Regions from separate parts of the Arabidopsis thaliana genome. Here region 1 is linked to region 2. A link is a contact called in public ChIA-PET data. All regions are on one chromosome and are shown on one strand. Each heading gives the region's core, a stretch centred on a gene start, on an enhancer-like site or on the middle of the called end of the contact. The rest is flanking DNA. Distances are from core to core; before and after follow the strand shown. Region 1 holds the start of AT5G19250 (Glycoprotein membrane precursor GPI-anchored). Region 2 holds the start of TBL11 (TRICHOME BIREFRINGENCE-LIKE 11).

The links. ChIA-PET counts read pairs in DNA pulled down with a chosen protein or histone mark.
Region 1: an H3K4me3 ChIA-PET map of shoot shows a contact between it and region 2, with 10 read pairs. The contact joins the promoter of AT5G19250 here to the promoter of TBL11 in region 2. A contact is called at or near these places in 2 of 26 Hi-C or Micro-C datasets (cotyledon and vegetative nucleus) and 1 of 2 datasets of contacts at active chromatin or transcription factors (shoot).

Annotation. Positions count from the first base shown.
Region 1 is chr5:6,469,270-6,473,161 of TAIR10.1, forward strand. AT5G19250 (Glycoprotein membrane precursor GPI-anchored) reads left to right here and starts at 2,558. Exons shown (of 2, transcript NM_121930.5): 1 at 2,558-2,795; 2 at 3,031-3,720. The coding sequence starts at 2,714. The coding sequence ends at 3,539. AT5G19240 (Glycoprotein membrane precursor GPI-anchored) reads left to right here and starts at 803. Exons shown (of 2, transcript NM_121929.3): 1 at 803-1,021; 2 at 1,195-2,367. The coding sequence starts at 940. The coding sequence ends at 1,712.
Region 2 is chr5:6,428,750-6,432,656 of TAIR10.1, forward strand. It overlaps TBL11 (TRICHOME BIREFRINGENCE-LIKE 11), which reads left to right and starts at 1,737. Exons shown (of 4, transcript NM_121921.4): 1 at 1,737-2,433; 2 at 2,608-2,997; 3 at 3,082-3,240; 4 at 3,320-3,907. The coding sequence starts at 1,976. The coding sequence ends at 3,707. It overlaps AT5G19151, which reads left to right. Exons shown (of 2, transcript NM_001125779.2): 2 at 737-959. The coding sequence ends at 798.

The sequences.
Region 1 (3,892 bases), core at 1,308-3,807, 41 kb after region 2:
GTTTTTGCTGAATTTATTAGTATTTTTGAAAAAATAAATAAACTAAGAATAAATGTTTGGTGGATTCAACTAATTGTATATTTATTCCAATGTTCAAAAAATCGTTAGGCGGTAACTAGGTGTTCGATAGAGACTTAGCACCCAGAGCGAGTAATCGGAGTCTAGGCGATAGCACATTATTTCTTACTTTTAAATATTTTTTTACAATTTTCTATCAAAACATTGGTTATAAAATATGAAATTTTAAAAATGTTATCTATTTAAAACTTATTATATTTTCACACTTTTATATATAAAAATAAAATAATTTAGTCTTAAAACTAAAAAAGTTGAGAATAATTAATTCATAATTTAGAATTTTAGTACTTAAATATTTTGTTTATCTTACTTTGATTTAAGTATTTCACTTATTCAAGATGATGTTATATCGAAAAGAAAAAAAAAAACAAATCAGGCACTAAATCGGTCAATTTGACTGATTTAACCGATTAATACTAATTTTGAACGCCTAAACCAGTAAACCAATGTTTATTTACCATCTAAATAAATTTTTTAAACATTGATTTATTATGTGAGAGAGAAAAAAAACAAACTGATAGAACCTTTTTTTTTTTTGAACAAACTTGTAGTCTTGTAGAACTCAATATCAAGTATTAAATGGCCATAATTTCGCTCTTAAATTTGAATGAAGGAAAGAAACTTCCTACTTGGTGAAAAAAAAACAAAAGGAAAGAAATACCCCACTAAAACGAGTAACGACATCTTAATGGGGTCGTTATTTTTGTCTACGCGGCATCAAATCGAGTGGACAATAAGAACTAAACCGAAGCAACGACTTTGAATAGTCAAGCGAAAAGGAGCCAAATTCTCTAATAAATAAGTGAAGATTCATCGCCAAGTATCATCAGCAAACCTAAAGCTAAAAGTGCCTCTGCATCAATGGCGATTTCCAAGCTCCATCTAGTACTCTTTCTTCTCTCAGTCTTTCTCTCTCTTCATCGTCCTGTTCTTTCCAACACCGGTAAACTCTCTCATTCCGACCAAGATCTTCTAGATTTTTCAATTTAGGTTTCTTGATCTAGTTCTAGTCTGAAAATCGTCAAATCTTGTTTCATTCAAGCCTAGATCTTGATCAATGGCGATTACGTTGTTAACTAAACTATACTTTCGGTGTTCTGTTTTTGATATCCACAGATGGAGAAAACCTTCTATTTACAGTATTCAACCAATACAGAGAATCAGTAAACCTCACAAACCTAAAAAAGAACAAAAACGCAGAATGTCTAGCAGACGAAGTCGTAGACCAATTACAGAACCAACCCTGCACAAACACCACTGGCTCAGCTTCAGTCCCTGGAACAGATCCTGGAATCCCAAATTTCCCTAACCTCCTCGCTAAATGCCGCCTCAACACAAACGTAACCAGAGACGGTTTGATATTGCAAGTTTGTGCTCCTAAGCATCATTCGACCCCTGACTTGAGCAGTTTCGCCAATGTCTTAACAAAGAACCTGAATGATTCTAAGTTCACTGGAGCTGGAGTTGGTATTGATTCTGATGGTATTTGGCTTGTTACCGTCCTCACTACAAACACACCAGGGGGTAGCTATTCTAACTCAGGAGCTTTTGCATTCGGAGTTAATGGCCTTGTTTCTTCAAGTTTGATGTTTCTTCATGTTTTGAGTCACAACTCGTTGTCTTTGTTTTCTTAATATGACGTGATTATGGTGAAATTTTTAATAAATTCGTGTGGCAATCAATTAAAGAGAGAATAACAATATATTAATTGGAGCAAATCGCCTTTCTTATAAAGTTTCCTCTTACCAAGTGTGTGTGAGTTGAGTAAATAAGAAAACCCTTTTATAAGCCCGCAAAACCCATACAAACAGGAATGAACCGCCAATGTCCCTAAGAATATGGACTCCTAGCAGCTAAACGTGCCTAGTCAAGCCCCGTGGAGCCGCGTAGGCAGAGAGGGGGAGATAAAAGAGAAGAGGAGAGTGTTGCATGGAATTACATTTTAGTTGATTTTTGGAAGGATTTGGTCCACCCTGTCTTCATCAAGTCACATACACCACCAGTTATCATTTTGTATTCATAATTTTAAGAAATTGATCTTTTGTCTTGATCTGTCTTGCAATGACATATCCTACTGGAGACTTGTATCAGGAAAATTCAAAATTGCCGGAGAAAATAGTGTTAAGCTTTTTTTATTTATGATATATAGATATACTTTCCCAATTTAGAATCTTCTTGTCGTCTCATGCCATGCAAGTATAATTGATGAATATGGTGTAAGAAAAAAAAGAGTTAAAACTTAAAAGTCTTTGCTGAATTTATTTGTATTTCTGAAAAAATAAATAAACGAGGAATAAATGTTTTGTATATGGTTGTGAAAAAAAAATGTGGTAAAACTTCTATCCATATATTCATATCAATATCAAGTATAAATGGTCATAATTACACACTTAAATTTAAATGAAGAAAAATATATCCAATTAAAACGACCGCGTTTGGTAAGTTAGTTAATTGTCTACGTGTATCAAAACGAGTGGACAAGAACTAACTAAAGAAGAAAAAGAAAAAAACAAAGCAAACGACTTTGAAGAGTCAAGGCGAAACAACTAAAAAATCTCATAAATAATAGAGAGAAAAGATTCATCATCACCAAAAGATCATAAAAGAAGTAAAGAAGAAGAACTTCTCTGCATCAATGGCGATCTCCAAGCTCCATCTACTCTTCCTTCTCTCAGTCTTTCTCTCCCTTCATCCTCTTGTTCTTTCCGACACCGCCGGTAATTAACTCTCTCATTTCCCGTCAATGTCTTCTTGGTTATTCAATTTAGGTTCTTGAACTCTATCGATCGTAATTTGTTTACCTAGATCTGGTCTGAAATCGTTGAATCTTCTTAATTCAAGCTTAGTTCGGTTCTTGATTTGTGTGTCATTGTGTGTTCTGTTCTGTTTCGAATCTTTTTGAATCGGATCTTGATTTTTGTGTGTGTTCTGTTTTCTTTTTGATATACACAGATGAAGAAGATGTTCTTCTTACAGGCATCAACAGTTACAGAGCATCACTAAACCTAACAACCTTAATACACAACCACAACGCAGAATGTCTAGCAGACGAAATCGCAGACCAATTCAAGAACCAACCTTGCACAAACACCACTGGCTCAGCCTCTGTCCCTGGAACCACACCTGGATTCCCAAACTTGCCTAACCTCCTCTCAAAATGCCGCCTCAACCCTACCGTAACTAGAGACGGTGCGATTTTGCCAGCTTGTGTTCCCAACCTTGATCCTAGCCTTGTCTTGACCAATTTCACAATGTCACAGTACTCCAAGGACCTGAATGATTCTAAGTTCACTGGTATTGGTATTGGTTCTGATGATAATTGGATTGTTGTTGTCCTCACTACTAGCACACCGGAGGGTAGCTATTCTCCGGCCTCTAACTCAGGAGCTTTCGCGTTCGGAGTTAATGGCCTTGTTTCTTCAAGTTTGATGTTTCTTCTCTTTTGCTTCTTCATGTTTTGAGTCCCTTTTTTGGTGTTTATCTAAACTACCTCGCTGTCTTTGTTTCTTATTTATGTTGTTATTATGGTGATTTGTATGAATTCGTAAGGCATTAAAGAGAATAACAATATTATCATTAAGTTTCTGCTTCTTATAAACTTTGTTTGTTGACAAATGTACCATCTAAAGATTCTCAACAAATTAATTAGGATTTAGTTGAGGTTTCTCTTCTTGAAACCCAATATTCTTAAAGAAATGGTTATTAAGGAGTTCATCATCAAAACTAGTTCATGCTCACGTTGAAGTGTACATGTATAAACAAATATTTTTGGTTTATAATGTACTTGATTTAGCTGGTTGATATAATTTATAGC
Region 2 (3,907 bases), core at 487-2,986:
TCTCTCTCTCAATCGCTTGCTCTTAATTGTTCTGCTTCTGTTTCATTTCAGAAGAGATAGATTTATGCTGTGAGCGATTGATGGATTATCTATTTGACTTTGGAAGTTACCAATGTGTCTCGACCAATATCATGATGCGTTAGAGATTTTTGTGAAGATGCTAATCTGGTTTTACCGTTTTAGTAATTCAAAACCTGTCTTTGTTCGGATTCAAGTTAAAGTTTTCGAGAATTGGCACTAGTACAATAGAAAGTTTCAATCTTTTTACTCTACAGTCCTGAGATCTTGCTTCAGGTTCCGATTGGTTACAATGTATGATTGCAGAAATAAATTTATGGAGTGGATTGGTAGGAATCATTTATGGAGAAAAATCGCATAATGCTAGAACATAAATTGTGATTCACGTAAATGTGTGATTAGTGAAAACATGAGTTGCAGGGTGCTGATACGAGAAGATGATTGGCCGTTTAGAGTTTCTCTGAACTGAAAACTCTTTCTCTTTCAGTTTGTTACTAAATAGTGTGTTTTCTTGGATCAATGAGCATTGAGCCCTTTATGTTCTTAGTCATTGCATAATCCATGATAGAACTTTGAGTGTTCGCTATGTTTTTCTTACTCTCTATCTTGTGGATGAACCCTTATGTTCTTAGTCGTTGCGGAATCCATAGTCTTAAAAGTTCTAACTTACAGAACTTTGAGTGTTTATTAATGTTGTTCTTACTATCTGATCTTGTAGATGAACAAGAAGAAGCGAGGTGGGACAATAGCAATGTCGAGGGGTGGGAGGAGAAAAGGTAGTCTTATAATCGGTTTCAATACAGACATATCAAAGTGTGTAAGGAAGAAGAACCTTATCAAAATTTTCTTCTTAATCAACCGTAAGTTCAATCTGTTAACTATCAACCATGGCCTGTTTTTATCAATCACTCAAAATCATATCTCAGTATAGTACCGATTGCCTTAATCAGTTTGAAGTTACAAAACACTAGTGTTTAAGAACCATCCTTTATAAACAACCTAAAACAATCTCTGGTCTGTAAGAAAATGGCTTCACTGATGCAAACCTTGAACAATCGTGAGCTCCATTACCAGATGCAAATCACAAACAAAGGCCATTGTGACTGCTCTCTCAATCAAAGTTCATTGGCTGAAGTTGAACTGTGGCTGGAAGCACAAGAGGAAGCAACAACGTATCTGAGATCCATCCTCTCTTACACTGCTACTAGTACTTGGTTTTAGAGTCGGACCAAATCATTAAACAAATTTCTCTTGACATTATTTAAACAAAGCGTTTTAACGACCTTGGGAGTCTAATATGACAATTAAAGGTACTAATTTGATCTTGACCGGTACGCAACCTTTTCTCGGTTCTCACTCTCTGACTTTCATTGAATCTTGTCCCTAGACAAATAACATGTGATGTGTTCATGCTAATCTCCGCCATGGACGGCTTTAAGTCGGACTCTCGTCCTTCATTAATCTAATTACTCTTCTTTACTCATTAGAATATTCCTCCATCTAATTACTCATCAGTCACATATACACATTTTTGGACTAAAACGCTATTTTCGGTGCATGAACCAAACGCCTTAACCGTTTTAATGCGCACTAAAAAGTAACTAAAAGCTACGCCGTCTTTAGCCCCACTAATTTTGTCACGCGCCATGATCGCGCGTGTGACAAGTTTGGATCTACGGGACCCGCCACTTAAAAGGACCCCACGATTCACACTCTCCAAGTCTCTCCCTTTACGAAACAAGACGGTCAAGAAAAAAGTTGAGACTCTTCTCTTTTAGATTTTGAAACCGAAAATCTTAAGCTAATTACACCTTTGGATTTGTATTTGTTCGCTAATACATATACTAGTTTGACGAATCTAATATACCAAGTAAAGCTGTCTCTTTCAGCTTACTTTTTTCTACTCAGATATTAATAAAGTTAGCAACTTCTGAAGCTTCTTCTTAAAACCTCAAAGATGTCGAAGAACCCATCTCAGGAAGAAGATGAAGCCATGCCAATCTCTGAAGTAGTAATAAAGAGATTCAAGCGTTTAAGGCTCGTGTTCGAGCCATCACTAGGAGTCTTGGGTTTTTTCTTGGTGGGTTTGTGTTTAGTCTTCAGCTTCTTCTACCTCGATTACAGAACCGTGGCTAAAACTAAAAGTCATGACTTTTCGGATCAATCGGAGAGATTCCTTTGGCTCAAGGAGCTCGATGGGTTTGAAGTTAACAACACCAAAGTTGGGTTTCTTGAAGAGAGTGGGAATGGTTGTGATTTGTTCAATGGGAAATGGGTTTGGGACGAATCGTATCCCTTGTATCAGTCTAAAGATTGTACCTTTATTGATGAAGGATTCAGATGCACTGAGTTTGGGAGACCTGATTTGTTCTATACTAAGTGGAGATGGCAACCTAACCATTGTGATTTGCCCAGGTAAATGTTTCATTTTCTCTCTTTGTTTGATGTTCTGGGATTAGAAATGTTATGTTTAGGAAATATTGTATGGCATGAGTAGAGTAAGTTAGGAGGAAGAACTTTAGAACCATATGTGTTACTTTTGAATTCAGTTACTTAAAGCTTACTCATTTTTGTTATGGAATGTATCAGATTTGATGCTAAGTTGATGTTGGAGAAGCTAAGGAACAAGCGGCTAGTGTTTGTAGGAGACTCAATTGGAAGAAACCAATGGGAGTCTCTTCTTTGTATGCTAGCTTCTGCAATCAGTAACAAGAATTTGGTTTATGAAGTGAACAATAGACCCATCACAAAGCACATGGGCTTCTTTGTGTTCAGGTTTCATGACTACAATTGCACTGTTGAATACTATAGAGCACCGTTTTTGGTTCTTCAAAGCCGGCCACCTGAAGGATCACCAGAGAAGGTAAAGACCACTCTTAAGCTAGAGACGATGGAATGGACTGCTGATAAGTGGAGAGATGCGGATATATTAGTGTTTAACACGGGTCATTGGTGGAACTATGAGAAAACTATTCGCGGGTTAGCTTCTTTCTTCTTGTTAACATTCTAAATATTAATCAGATTGGTTTGGTTCCTTGACTGAACTTGAATTTGTTACTGCAGAGGTTGTTACTTTCAAGAAGGAGAAAAAGTAAGAATGAGAATGAAGATAGAGCATGCGTATAGACGAGCTATGAAGACTGTAATGAAATGGATACAAGAAGAGGTTGATGCAAACAAGACACAGGTTTTCTTTCGGACATTTGCCCCTGTGCATTTCAGGTTGGTCACACATATCTCCAAAACAAGAATCTTCGATGAATCTTAAAGCTCCTTTTAATTGATGTTTTCTTGTATTCAGGGGAGGAGATTGGAGAACTGGAGGAACATGTCATATGGAGACACTGCCTGATTTTGGAGCTTCTCTGGTTCCAGCAGAGACATGGGATCATATAAAGCTCCTTCAAGATGTCTTGTCTTCGTCTCTTTACTACTCGAACATATCAGAGACGGTTAAACTGAAAGTGTTGAACATAACAGCCATGGCTGCTCAAAGAAACGATGGTCACCCATCACTGTACTACCTGGGCTTGGCTGGTCCTGCGCCATTCCACAGGCAAGACTGCAGCCATTGGTGTCTCCCTGGAGTTCCTGATTCGTGGAATGAGCTTCTTTATGCATTGTTTCTAAAGCATGAAGGCTATTCAAGTCCAAGATCAAACAATAGCGATACAGACAACTTTACATAACATCTTTTGGTAAAGTAGATGGTTCTTGCTCTCTAGAGGCTGGGCTCAAGATTTTGATTGAGTGATTAGGTTAATTGGGTGGGGAATATGTAATTACTTGTTAGGTTAAGCAACTTTTGTTGTAAAGATATTAGTTTTGGATCTCTGTTCTCAAGAAATATTGGAAATTTAAAAGTGTTTTGGTATACAATGATTATGTA